2 separate regions of the Sus scrofa genome follow, and region 1 is linked to region 2. Evidence: chromatin contacts called from public HiChIP or PLAC-seq data. All regions are on one chromosome and are shown on one strand. The core of a region is the stretch at or near the end of the contact, and the rest is flanking DNA. Distances in the headings are between cores, read along the strand shown. Region 1 overlaps RHBDD2 (rhomboid domain-containing protein 2). Region 2 overlaps POR (P450 (cytochrome) oxidoreductase).

Region 1 (6,049 bases), core at 3,016-5,515, 72 kb before region 2:
AGGGAGAAGATAAAGGAAGTTGGGCCAGATAGTGTAGAAGAAAGCTGTGGGTGGAGGGTTGTTTCTCTGGAAGCGATAGGGCATGTTGACACAGGCTGGTGATTGGCAACACCTCACAAAGTGACTTTCAAGTCCATGTGTGTTCACTGTACTTGAAGGGTTGTCAATCACTGAGAAATGGGAACACTTTGTCAGCACTGGGCTGAGGCAATGAAAGGGTAATTGCCCTGAAGGTGCTGATGCTTGGCCAGAGAAAATAACTTGGATTTAATTCTCATTTGCTTTAATACACAACCACTAAGTGTAAAGCAACATCTCCACCCTCTGGGAGTTAGTGATTTGATGCAGACACAGGGTCTACGCGCGAGAAACTTGACCTTTCTTCGTATGTCAATTTTATGTTAAAACTTACAGGAAAAGTCATTCCTTTTGGAATACAGTCCTATCAGGCTCTTAGCTGATTTTTAAATTCGAGTTCCTTTTTTTCACTGGGAGATCATGCACATACCATAACGTTCACCATTTTCAAGGATACAGTTCAGTATTTTCTCGTATATTCATAGCTGTGCCACCATCATCATTAAATCGAGAACTTTTAAAAAACGTTTTATGGCCCCACCTGAGGCAGATGGAACTTCCCAGGCCAGGGATTGAATCTGAGCCACAGCCGCAACCCACACCACAGATTGAACCCTTGACCCTGCAGTGACCCCAGCCTCTGTAGGTGGATTCTTAACCCACTGGGTCACGGCAGGAACATCTTTCTCCCCTGCAAAAAGACACACCATACTTGTTAGCCCCTCACTCCCCATTCCCCACCTCTTCCCCCCAGCCCCTCCCCACGGCACCCTCTAAGGGGTTTTCTGCCCCTCGACTTGCCTGCTCTGAGCATCGCATAAAATCACACACTGCGGCCTCCTTTTGGACGTGTTTCTTTCACTGAGCATAATATTTTCTCTCTCTCTCTCTCTTTTTTTTTTTTTTTCTATTTTTTTAGGGCCACACCCGCAGCATATGGACGTTCCCAGGCTAGGGGTCGCATTGGAGCCACAGCTGCCAGACCTACACCACCGCTCACAGCCACGCTGGATCCTCAACGCCCGGAGGGAGGCCAGGAATCACCGAGTCCTCGTGGATATTCGCTGGATTCGTTTCCGCTGCGCCACCACCGAGCACAATGTTTTCAAGGTTCATCCATGTCATATCATGTTTCAGTCCTTTGTTCTTCTTCATGGCTGAAGAGTCCACTCCGTGTTCACGAAATACGACACCACGTTTTGTTTCTCGGCTCATCGGTTGATGGGCATTTGGGCTCTTTCCACTTTTTGGCTGTTATGACTAATGCTGCTACGCACATTGTGGTTCAAGTTCTTGTCTGAACACCAGCGTTCCATTATCTGGGGTCTGTACATAGGGTTAGAACTGCGGAGTCATATGGTAATTCTATGTGTGGCTTTTTTAAAGATTTTCACTGTTTTCTTTCTTTCTTTCTTTCTTTCTTTCTTTCTTTCTTTCTTTCTTTCTTTCTTTCTTTCTCTTTCTTTCTTTCTTTCTTTCTTTCTTTCTTTCTTTCTTTCTTTCTTTCTTTCTTTCTTTCTTTCTTTCCTTGTCTTTTTGCCTTTTCTAGGGCCGCTCCAGCGGCATATGGAGGTTCCCAGGCCAGGGGTCTCATTGGAGCTGTAGCCACCGGCCTACACCAGAGCCACAGCAACGCAGGATCCAAGCCGCGTCTGCAACCCACACCACAGCTCATGGCAACGCCGGATCCTTAACCCACGGAGCAAGGCCAGGGATCGAACCCTCAACCTCATGGTTCCTAGTCAGATTCGCCACGACGGGAACTCCCAAGATTTCCACTGTTTTCTGCAGTGGCTTCAGTATTCTACATTCTCCCCCATAACGTATGAGGGTGCTGGCTTCTCCCCCTCCTTCCGAACACCGTGACTTCTTTTTCTTAAAATTGTGGGAGTATAAAGTCAGATCTCATTATGGTTGTGATTTGCGTTTCCCAAACGATTAATGATGTTGAGCATTTTCTTAGTGTCCATATGTATACCATCTTTGGAGAAATGTCCGTTCAAATCCTTTGCCCAATTTTTAATTGGGTCATCTTTTTATTGTTGAGTTATCTCTATATTCTGGATACTAGACCCTTATCATATATGGGATTTCTAAGCATATCTTCCCTTTCTATGGGTTGTCATTTCCTTTTCTTGATGGTGTCCTTTGACAAGTAAAGGTTCTTAGTTTTGATGAAGTCTAAGTTACCCAAATTTTCTTTGGTGGCTTGTGCTTTGGGTATGAAAACTAAGAAATTATCGCCTAAGTGATGGTCGCAAGGATTTACACCTACATTTCCTTCAAAGAGTTTTCTCCCCTTCTGTGGGTTTTCTTCTCACTCTCTTGGGCGTGTCCTTTGATGCACAAACTTTTAATTTTGCTGAGGTTCAAAGTGTCTATAGTTTTTTCTTTTATTGCCTGTCCTTTTGGTGCCAGATCCAAAGCTAACTGCCAAATCCAGTGTCAGAAAGCTTTTCCCCACGTTTTCCTCTAAGACTTTTATAGTTTTAGGGTTTTAGTCTATTTTGAGTTAACTTTTGCATATGGTTTTGTGTATAAGGATACAGCTTCATTCGTGTGCATGTGGCATTGAGCTTTCCCAGCATCCTTTGTTGAACAGACCCTTCTTTCTCTGGTGAATGGCATTGGCACCTTGGTCAAAAATCAGTTGGCTCTTAAATAGTATTTGACCTAAGGCTCCCTGACCTACTTTCCAAGAGTAGACTTCAATGGCTCTTGAATATTTGACATTAGATCTGTTACTCTGTGTGTGTGAGTGTGTGTGTGTGCACACACGTGTGTGCATGTGTGTGTGTGTGTTTATGGGAAATTTCTGGGGGAGATTTATTGCTTGTATTAAGTTCTCAAGATTTTTGTGATAGCATCATGACTTTCAAAATGTTACAACCTACTGATAAACCATCAATGATGTACCTTCTGATCATTCAGTGCTATAGTCTATAAAATAAGATCTGTCTTTTTTCTGTCTCCACATGTTAACCCAATTCATAATCTTCTTTCTAAAGGTAAAAAACACTTAAGCCAGAAGAAAATGCCCTCCTCCAAATACCACCTGGCCCACAATATTGTTTTAGAACCCTGGTGCTCACATTTCCCACGGCTGTAGTAAATCAGAAGGATCACAGAATCAGAACAGTCTCTTCTTCATGTTGACTTGCTGCTGTGTGTGTATATATTTGTCTTTTTTAGGGCCGCACTCACAGCCTATGGAAGTTCCTAGGCTAGGGGTCAAATCAGAGCTGCAGCTACTGGCCTCCGCCACAGTCACAGCAACACCAGATGTCTATCATTGCAAATATGATTAATAAATGATTAACAATTGGACTTCCCGTGTGGCTCACAACAATAAATGATTAACAAATACACACCTGCATCAGTGGGAAATGTCTTATGTTAAAAGATCTGTCTTGAAGTTCCCACTGTGGCTCAGCGGGTTACCAACTCCAAGAGATAGCTTTTAACATAAGACATTTTCCACGGATGCAAATATGTCCGTAGGTGAAAATCCTAGAAGTGGATGGTTGGCAAAGATACATCCATTAGTCATTTTGAAAGATATTGCCAAATTCCTTCTACAGAAATTGTACCAGTTTTCAGTCCTCTGAGCAATGTTTGGGTGTGCTCGCTTTCATAAACCATGACTGTATCATGACACTCCCAGACTTAACACATCTCAACTCCCACTGTCTTGAAATAGCATCCACTGTTCCTCACCTCAGCCTGCAAGGGCTTCCAGTGTTCGCTGCCTACCCCACTTCCCAGGCCTCATCGAAGCCAAGTTTTGGGGAAGATCCAAGAGGATCACTGTGGAAACCAGGATGCCAGCCCAAGGGGGTGGGGAGGGCCAACATTCCTTTCCTGGGGGTTGGAGGGGGGATGTGTATTTAGGCAGTGGGCTCGCCGCTGTGCGCCTCACGCTGTGAGTGTGGGGAAAGAGAGCTGGGGAGTAGATGGCACGGCACACCAATGCCATGGAAGGCCGACGTTAGGATGTCTTGAGGGTTGCCTTCCAGGAGTTTGGACCCACTCAGCTTCCCCCAAATCAAAACCATCCGTCTAGAGGTGAGCCACTTCCGAGGACAGCCAGCAGAGGGCAGTATTCTGCTTTGGGAGCCGCCTCTTCTCCAACAGACTAGAGGAACCCTTCCCAGAGCTGTCCACCAGGGGGCAGTAAAGACGCGTCTTGGAGGCTCCGGAGCAGCTTGTTGAAGCTGCAGTGGGGAACAGGTTGAGCAACGTCGTTCTGCACGGCTGCCATCCTCCAGGGAGTGAGGAGGAAAGAGAGGGACACACGGGCCTGGAAGAAGCTGTGCTGCGCAGTCGGCCCCACCCAAGAGAGATGTGATATCCTGCTTTCCTGGAATGCCCTTGGCGGGAGGTCCAGTCCCCACCCTACCCCTTGCCCTCCAGAGAGCCCTGCCCTCATTCTGTGCCTTCTGCAAACGTTCCCTGGGAGGAGGGGGCCAGAAGTGGGGTGTTACATCCAGAAACACCCCAACCCGACCAAATTGGGTGGTTGACACTAGTGCCAGAGCTGTCTCAGCTGTGTTCAGACAGCTGGTGCTTTTTTAGCTCCTCCTCAAACCCTCCAAGGCCTTTTCCCCACAGCAGAGACACCAGCTGTGCAGAGAAGGGACTTACAAGTATCTCTGAGCACAACTGTGTGCCATGTTCTATGCTGTCTAGGTGCTGGGGGATATAGCAGGTCCCTGCCCTCAGGAAGCTCTAGTCTAGTAAGAGTGACAATCAGATAAGCAAAACCACAAAGAGGTGACACAATTTGAGACTGTGCGACGTCCCCTGAAAGAGCAAGTAACAGGGAGAGATCATCTGGGAAAGCCCTTCCGAGGAGCAGCATCTGAGCTGGAGACCTGATGGCTAAGAAGGCGGCCCCTGTACTAAGAGCCAGGAGAAGAGCATTGCACCAGAGGGAAGAGTAGGTACAAAGGCCCTGGGGTCAGAAAGACTTTAGCTTGTTTGAACAACAGAAAGGAGACCTGTGTCATTCGTTAGCGAGGGAATTAATGCATTTCTTATCGTCGCCGTAACAAACTACTACACACTTAGTGACTTCAGACAGTATACATCACCACTTTGCACCCACTAGGTGCAAAAAAGAAAAAGAAAAAAGCAAGCGTGGACAAGGGTGCGAAGAAATCGGAACTCTTGTGCATGGTTAGCGGGGATGTGAAATGGGGCAGTCGTGTGGAAAAGAGGGCAGAGGCTGCTAAAAAAAATTTTTTTTTTAATAGAATGACCTCATGATCCTGCAGTTTTACTTCTGCCTGTAGAGCCCAAAGAATTGAAGGCTAAGCCTCAAAGAGCGGCAGTAGTCATATTAGCTAAAAGGTGGAACCAACCCAAGCGCCCTTCAACAGACGAACGGACAAAGGGTGGTCTGTTCATACAGTGCGATACTTTGCAGCCGAAAAAAGGAAGGACATTCTGACACCTGCCACAACACAGAGGAACCTTATTGCTCATGCCACGTGAAACAAGCCAGTCATAAAAGGACAAATACTGTATGCATCCGCTTATACAGGGTACCTAAGGTTGTCAAGGTCATGGTTGCCAAGGACTAGGGGGAGTGGGGAATGGGGGGCCATCATTTAATAGTAGAATCTTGCAAGATCAGAAAGAGCTTTCTGGAGCTGGATGGTGGTGATTGCTGCACAATATTATGAATGTACCGAATAGCACTAAACTGCACACTTCAAACAGGGTTAAGATGGTAGATACTGTGTGTGTTTTCCTACAAGTAAAAAAAAAATGGAGACAAATCGCTACATATTTATTCTCTTAAAGTCCTCGAGGTTAGACATCTGAAGTGGGTCTCATGGGGCTAAAATTAAGGTGTTTGCAGAGCTCTGTTCCTTCTGGAGGTTCTAGGGCAGACTCTTTCCTCGCCTTGTCCAGCTTCTAGAAGTTGCCTCATTCCTTGGCTCTTGGCCCCGCCTCCACGTTCAGA
Region 2 (6,171 bases), core at 840-3,339:
AGTATGTTCCCAAGGGCTTAGGGGATCTGTGGGTTTGCCCCACTTGGACGTAAGGCCATGTGGCCAAGGCCCCAGAGAGGCTGATAGAAACAAGGCCGCCTGGCCGTCCCGACCGGCTGCAGCTCTGAGGGTCAGCAACTCTGGGGCTTTGTCAGCTCCACTTGTGCTGAGTGATGCTAGCTCGCTCTTCTGCCTGCTTCTTGTCGAGTCATGCTTTCACGGATCCAGCTCCCCTGGCTGCCTTCCTCTTTCGCATCATTGCATCAGACGCAGCGCCAGTCATGTGTGTCCAGACCCCACCCGCAAGCCCTGTTAAGTGGGGGAAAGGTTGTCAGCTGGGCATGGCATTGTCTGGACCGCAGCCTGTTAGTGGGGAGGTGTCGCTGGGCATTGGCATCTGCTCCAGAACCCTGGCCCAAGCGTGTTCTCGTCTAGGGTGCCTTAGTCATGGCTCCAGGACTGTATTGATCCCGTGGGTGCGGCCCCTGTTGAGGCATGTGGCATGACTCTAATCAGGCCACACCCTCACCTTGCCATCGCCGCTGCCCAGGGCCCAAAGATCGCAGACACGTAAGCGCTCCCAGGCCTTCCTCACGCTGGTCCGGGTCTCTTTTTAAAGGCGTATCGCTTACTCACCACCCTTGCCCCCCACCCCACAAATGCCTCCCGTCATACCACTCTTGAGTCACCCCAGATTCTGTGACTACTATTCTTTGATCATTTATGTCTTGGCACGTGCTTCCTGTGCCTGGAACTTCTCTTACCTTCCTTACCTGACTCTTGGACCCTGGTCCTGTTTCATGCCCCAGCTCAGAGGTTGGCTCCTGGTGTCCCTTCTTTGACTCTTTGGACCGTCTTACCTCCTCCTTCCTCAGAGCTTCCTTTCCCCCTATGCCTGGCCTCCCCATGGGGTTGAAAGGGTTGGAATATACCTACGAAGGACTGCAGTGAGTTGGCACCCTCTATCCCCCCAGGGTGGCAAAGGAGCCCTGACAAAAGAGAGGATTTAAATAAGGTTTCGAGTATTATACTACCCCACATGTTCAGGAGACGACAAAAAAATCACTCACCATACCAGGAACTAGGGAATTCTCAACCCGATTGAGAAAAGGCAGGCATACAAGATTTAAAGACGAGCCAAACACCTTAGAATTGAAAAATACTATAGCAAAAAATAGATAAATCAGAACTTGGTGGATGGCACCACAGGACAATGGAGACAACAGAGGAAATTGCCAGCAAACCTCAAGATAGAACACTAGAAATTACCCAGTCCCGGCCACGGAGAGAAACCAGACTGATGCAACTGAGCCGAACCTCAGGGACTCGCAGAACTAGTAATACAGCACGTTTCTCTCATCGTGGCCCCTGGAGAAGAGTGAGCATGTGGGGCTGAGGACATGTTTGGAGAAATAATGGCTGAAACGTTCTCAAACCTAGATGGAGATTCAAAACCCTAAGCAAATCCCAACTAGGATAAACCCAAGGAAAGCCACCCCTGTCTTGTCTTGGTTTAGATGATCCGTGCTGTGGACACCTGAGCTAGAGGGGAATCTGTTCTAGCTGCTCTTTTTTTGGGGGGCGGGGCGTGGCCACACTCATGGCATATGGTTCCCAGGCTAGGGGTCAGATCAGAGCTGTAGCTTCTGGCCTCCGCCACAGCCAGAGCAACGCCAGATCCAAGCCACGTCTGTGACCTACACCACAGCTCACAGCAACGCTGGATCCATAACCCAATGGGTGAGGCCAGGGGTCGAACCTGTGTCCTCATGGATCCCAGTCAGATTCATTCCTGCTGCGCCACGACGGGAACTCCCCAGCTGCTCTTTTGAGCAGTGCGTCAGCAGGCTGCTGTGGGGAGGCGCTTTCCGTGGGCATCCCTCAGGCTCTGGGGGATAAGCTGTTAAGGAAGAGCAGCATAGCTTTCCCTGAGGGTTTTCCCTTGTCTTGAAGCCACTGAACCTTGACTGAGGTTTGTGGCACTGAGCAGGCCCTGCTCCCTCTGCAGCTTGGGCGTCTGGGCTGCCTGGAGGTGACAGTGACTGTTTGCCTGGGCAGGGTGCACGCGGAAGGGGACGACTAGATTGCTTGCTGGCTTCCTTCCTGTTTTGCATCCATGACCGGCTCAGTGTGACATCAGTGCCAGCTTGGCTGATCAGTCAATTACTGGCCAGAAGCAAAGGCAACTGAAAGTACTTCCTGGAGGATGATTTTATGCTCCGGTGTTGTAAACAGTCAGATGGAGGAAAAACCCTTCTTCTGATCTTGCCTCATTTGCCCTTTCAGACGCTGGCAGAGTTCTCTCCTTGCCCTTGGCCTGGGCAGCCAGCATTTTGTCCACCTTGCTCTGTAGGTTATCAGGGTGCCTGGAGACTGGAGTCGCTGCCTTTGGCCTTCGGCCTCAGTAGGAACCGGCTAATTGGTGAAATTTAGGAGACATAGCACCTGTCTATCTATCCATGCCTCTTTCTGTATGTACATTGTCTTTTATGATACAAGTGAAAACCTAAGATACAGACCTAATTTGTAATAAAAGATCAGATCAGATCTGCTCTGTTCGGGGTGAGGTAGACCTACTTGGCTGATCTTTTGTGTCCTGGAGGATTTGTTTGGGGACCTGAGTCTTGGGGACCTGAGTGTGCTACATGGGCACACTCCCAGCCCCAAATTTGTTTCTTTCTTTCATTCTTTTTTTTTTTTTTTTTTCCATTGCTGTACCTACGACATATGAAAGTTCCCAGGTTAAGGGTTGAATTGGAGCTGCAGCTGACAGCCTACGCCATAGCCTCAGCAACACCGGATCCGAGCTACATCTGCGATCCACTCACCAAAGTCAGGAACTGAATCCACATCCTCCTCGTTACTAGTCGGGTTCTTAACCCACTGAGCCACAGCGGGAACTCCTTCTGCCCCACATTTCTTTTTTGGTCTGCCTGCGTCCTGTTAGTGGTTCATGTAGATGTTACATTCTGAGTGTTGTAGTGAATTCATGGACTCTGTTCATTGTACGGGAGTCGTCACGTACTAACTGATGTGCCAGGCCCTGTGTCAGGGAAGTGTGAGCCTGGGAAGTGACGGTCGAGCCTGAGGTCTGAGCCAGGAAGCAAGTGGAGGGTCACCTTGTGGGCAGTGGTAGAGATGCAGGCTGGAGAGGTGGGTGGGCGAGTTCGTGGGTGTTTAAGCACCAGTGGTTTAAGCAAGGTCGTAATAATGGATTTAAAGCTTTTTCTCAGCTTCAGCGCCCATGCATGCTGCTCGGATCTAGTGGGAGACGTCGGGGTGTTTTTCCTCCCAGGTTGGCTTCTTTTGTGCCAGCCTGCCAGCCCCTCCTCCCACCATGTGTCTGATACGGGGGTGCCTCCAGGACTGTTCTTCCCTCGGATCTCACGGCAGAGCAGGGGCGAGACCCAGGTCTACTGCCCCCCCCCCACTTAGATGGGTAGGGAGCCCAGCCCTCCCCTGGGAAGCTGGTGCCCCTTGTTGTGCCGCTCAGGTGAGCCGCTTAACCTCTTGGGGCCCCCGACTCCCCGTTGTGGATCCGCTGGTCTCCAGCATCCTCTCTTCCCCCTTCTGCAGCCCGTGTCTGTCCGACGTCAAAGCTGCTGGGGACACTTTCAGACACGTGGTGTCATCAGGTCTGTGCACCTGCTGCGGGGGCTCAGCCACATTCTGAGCACCTGCTCATCTCTGCAGCAGGGTGGGGACTGGTGGTGTCCTGACTGGGCTCAAAGGGAGAGGCCCGAGATGCCGAAGGAGGCAGCAAAAGCACAGGTGTCGGAGGTGGAGGGAGAGTGGAGAAGAGGGAACACAGCCGCACGCCCCGTCGTCGTCCTGGCTCCGTGTCCTGCTTTTCGGGTTATGATTTGCGTGCTGCGCTTTGCCCGCCCAGTTACCCTAGAATCCTATGCTTGTTCACTCAACAAGCTGCTCCGTTTGATGCCCATTATTGGCCCCTGGGGACTGACCCTGTAGTGAGGGTGACGGCCAGCAGGGGAAATGTATAAATAACATACTGCCAGCGAGTGATCAGGGCTGTGACAGGGGAAGCGCGGGGAGAGTGACCAGACACTATAGCGAGGCCACGTCTCTCTGAGATGGTGACCACTGAGTGGAGACCTGAATGAAGAGAGGGAGGGAGCCCTGCACATAACTGGAAGAGAGTCCAGGCAGCTGTCTTAACAGGTGCAAAGGCCCTGAGGCACGAGCAGGCCTGGAGGCTTGAGGAGTAGCTGGGAGGCTGGCCAGAGCAGTGCGAAACGGGGTGGGAGTGGTCCAGGGGCCAGGCCAAATGGGGCTCATTGACCGGCGTTGGACATTAGATTTTGTGCACAGTATGATATGAAGCCATTTGAGGGTTTTGATTAAGGGAGGTAGCATGCTCTGACCTGCATTTGCAAAGGCTCCCTCTGGCTCCTGGGTGGAGAACAGCTCGTAAGGCGTCTCTGGCAGCAGTTTGGGTGGCTTGAGCCACAGGTTGTTAGGACAGGGTTGTGGAGTTCCCTGGTGGCTCACCCGGTGAAGAATCTGGCATTGTCACCGCAGTGACTTGGCTTGCTGCTGTGGTGGCAGGTTCGATCCTTGGCCCAGGAGCTTCCACATGTCGTGGGCACAGCCCAAAAATAGCAAGCAAAAGCAAACTAAAACAAACCAACAGAAAAGAAAGAAAAGGGTTGAGTAAAGTTCGTGCAGTTCCCCTCACTCTGCAGCACCGTCACTCGGACTCCTCCTCCAGGGCCGAGCTTCCTCTTCTGCGTGATGCGGTCAACTAGCAGGCGTGTCAAGAAACAGTCATTCAGTTTCATGGGCATTAGTCCTCCCGCCCCACCCCCATCAGTAAAGGAAGGGCCTGGTCAGCCAGATTCCGAAAGGCGGGGGCACAGGGGCAGGCGTCCACTGACTGCTGCAATGTGAGGGGCGGCAGCTGGGAGCTCTCCCTCTTCAGCACATCAGTCCTGGCCAGAACCAGAGCTGCTTCCAGCCGAGCTCTGAGGGCCTGTCGCATCCCAGGCCTGTGGAACAGGTCCCCTCCACGTCCCCATGACAGAAAACATGTGGGCATGACCAGTGGTGACAGGAGAGAAAGACGTGACTAACCTTGAATATGTATTGTGTTTACTTATAAAATTAATACTTAATTACAAACAGTTTTCTCGGGGCTCCAGGGTTAAGTGTGTCCTTTAATATCAGAGATCTAGAAGGGTAAGTTGAGATGATCTCAGGAACTCAGCTTCTAGGAAAGTACCTCAGATGAGTGATGAAGCAAGAAGCCAGCTCGGGGGCCGTCCTGAATGGTCCATTCCGGGCAGGTTGCACAGGACGGCAGGGCTGGTGCCCGGCCCCTGGATGCTCAGGTGCTCTAGCTGCGGGGGCCCACTGTATGGTTTCCCAGAGGCAGTGACAGCTAACGGAAGCCAGATATGAAGTAATTTCCCATTGCCTGAGTTGCTGAGCTCTGACTAAGACATTCCTGACCACGTCTGGGCTCACGGTTGCAGCAAGAGCAGCCCACTCCGTGAGAGCAGTGATTGCAAAAGGCAAGATGCAGATGTCAGCTGCGCCCAGCCATGGGGATGAGAGGCAGAAGCCTTGATGGACTCATAGCTCTGTACCTGCAAGGTGTCCATGGTGGAAGGGCCAGTTGAGCACCTTTCAAGGGAGCTGAGTAGGTAGGTGTGGTGGGGGTCCCTGAGACCCTCTGGTTCAGTGGGTCAGCAGGACTCAGATAACTCAGAAAAGCTGTTTTACTCCCAGTTATGGTTTATTACGGCAGAAGGAAACAGACCAAAATCCACAAAGGAAAGACGCTGTAGGTCTAGGAGGAACGAGGCAGGAGCTTCCAGTTCTTGGCCAGTGGAGTCACATGACACCACGTAATTCTCCCAGCAACCACAAGTGGCATCACATAGAAAGTGTTGCCATCCAGGGAAGCCACCCCCAGGGATTTTACTGGGAGTCAGCCTCAGAGGCACGGGAGTGCCAGCATGTCTAAGCCACCTGCTCCATCTCCGGCACCCTGGAGGCCACAGCAGTGTGCAATTCAGAGCCCCGGATGTTCCTCTGAACCACATCATTAGTCTAAACCCTCTGCACAACCCAAGGTCTCAGGCGTGTGGAGATACTCTTATCAGATGGCACATTCCAGGGGCTCAGAGGTTATATCCCAGGAGCCCT

Evidence for each region. HiChIP or PLAC-seq counts read pairs in DNA pulled down with a chosen protein or histone mark.
Region 1: an H3K27ac HiChIP or PLAC-seq map of alveolar macrophages shows a contact between it and region 2. The contact joins two enhancer-like sites. A contact is called at or near these places in 1 of 5 promoter capture datasets (liver), 12 of 47 Hi-C or Micro-C datasets (alveolar macrophages, blood, embryonic fibroblasts and 6 more) and 2 of 2 datasets of contacts at active chromatin or transcription factors (alveolar macrophages and skeletal muscle).

Annotation. Positions count from the first base shown.
Region 1 is chr3:10,312,832-10,318,880 of Sscrofa11.1, reverse strand. All of the region lies in intron 1 of RHBDD2 (rhomboid domain-containing protein 2), which reads left to right. Among named protein-coding and RNA genes, the nearest start is that of RHBDD2, 14 kb to the left of the region's middle. Within about 2 kb of position 4,265, at least 11 of the 83 cell types and tissues checked have an H3K27ac peak or open chromatin away from gene starts, as enhancers often do. A contact at or near this core is called in alveolar macrophages, where this site is marked.
Region 2 is chr3:10,238,724-10,244,894 of Sscrofa11.1, reverse strand. The region is part of intron 1 of POR (P450 (cytochrome) oxidoreductase); the gene reads left to right. Among named protein-coding and RNA genes, the nearest start is that of POR, 29 kb to the left of the region's middle. Within about 2 kb of position 2,089, at least 24 of the 83 cell types and tissues checked have an H3K27ac peak or open chromatin away from gene starts, as enhancers often do. A contact at or near this core is called in alveolar macrophages, where this site is marked.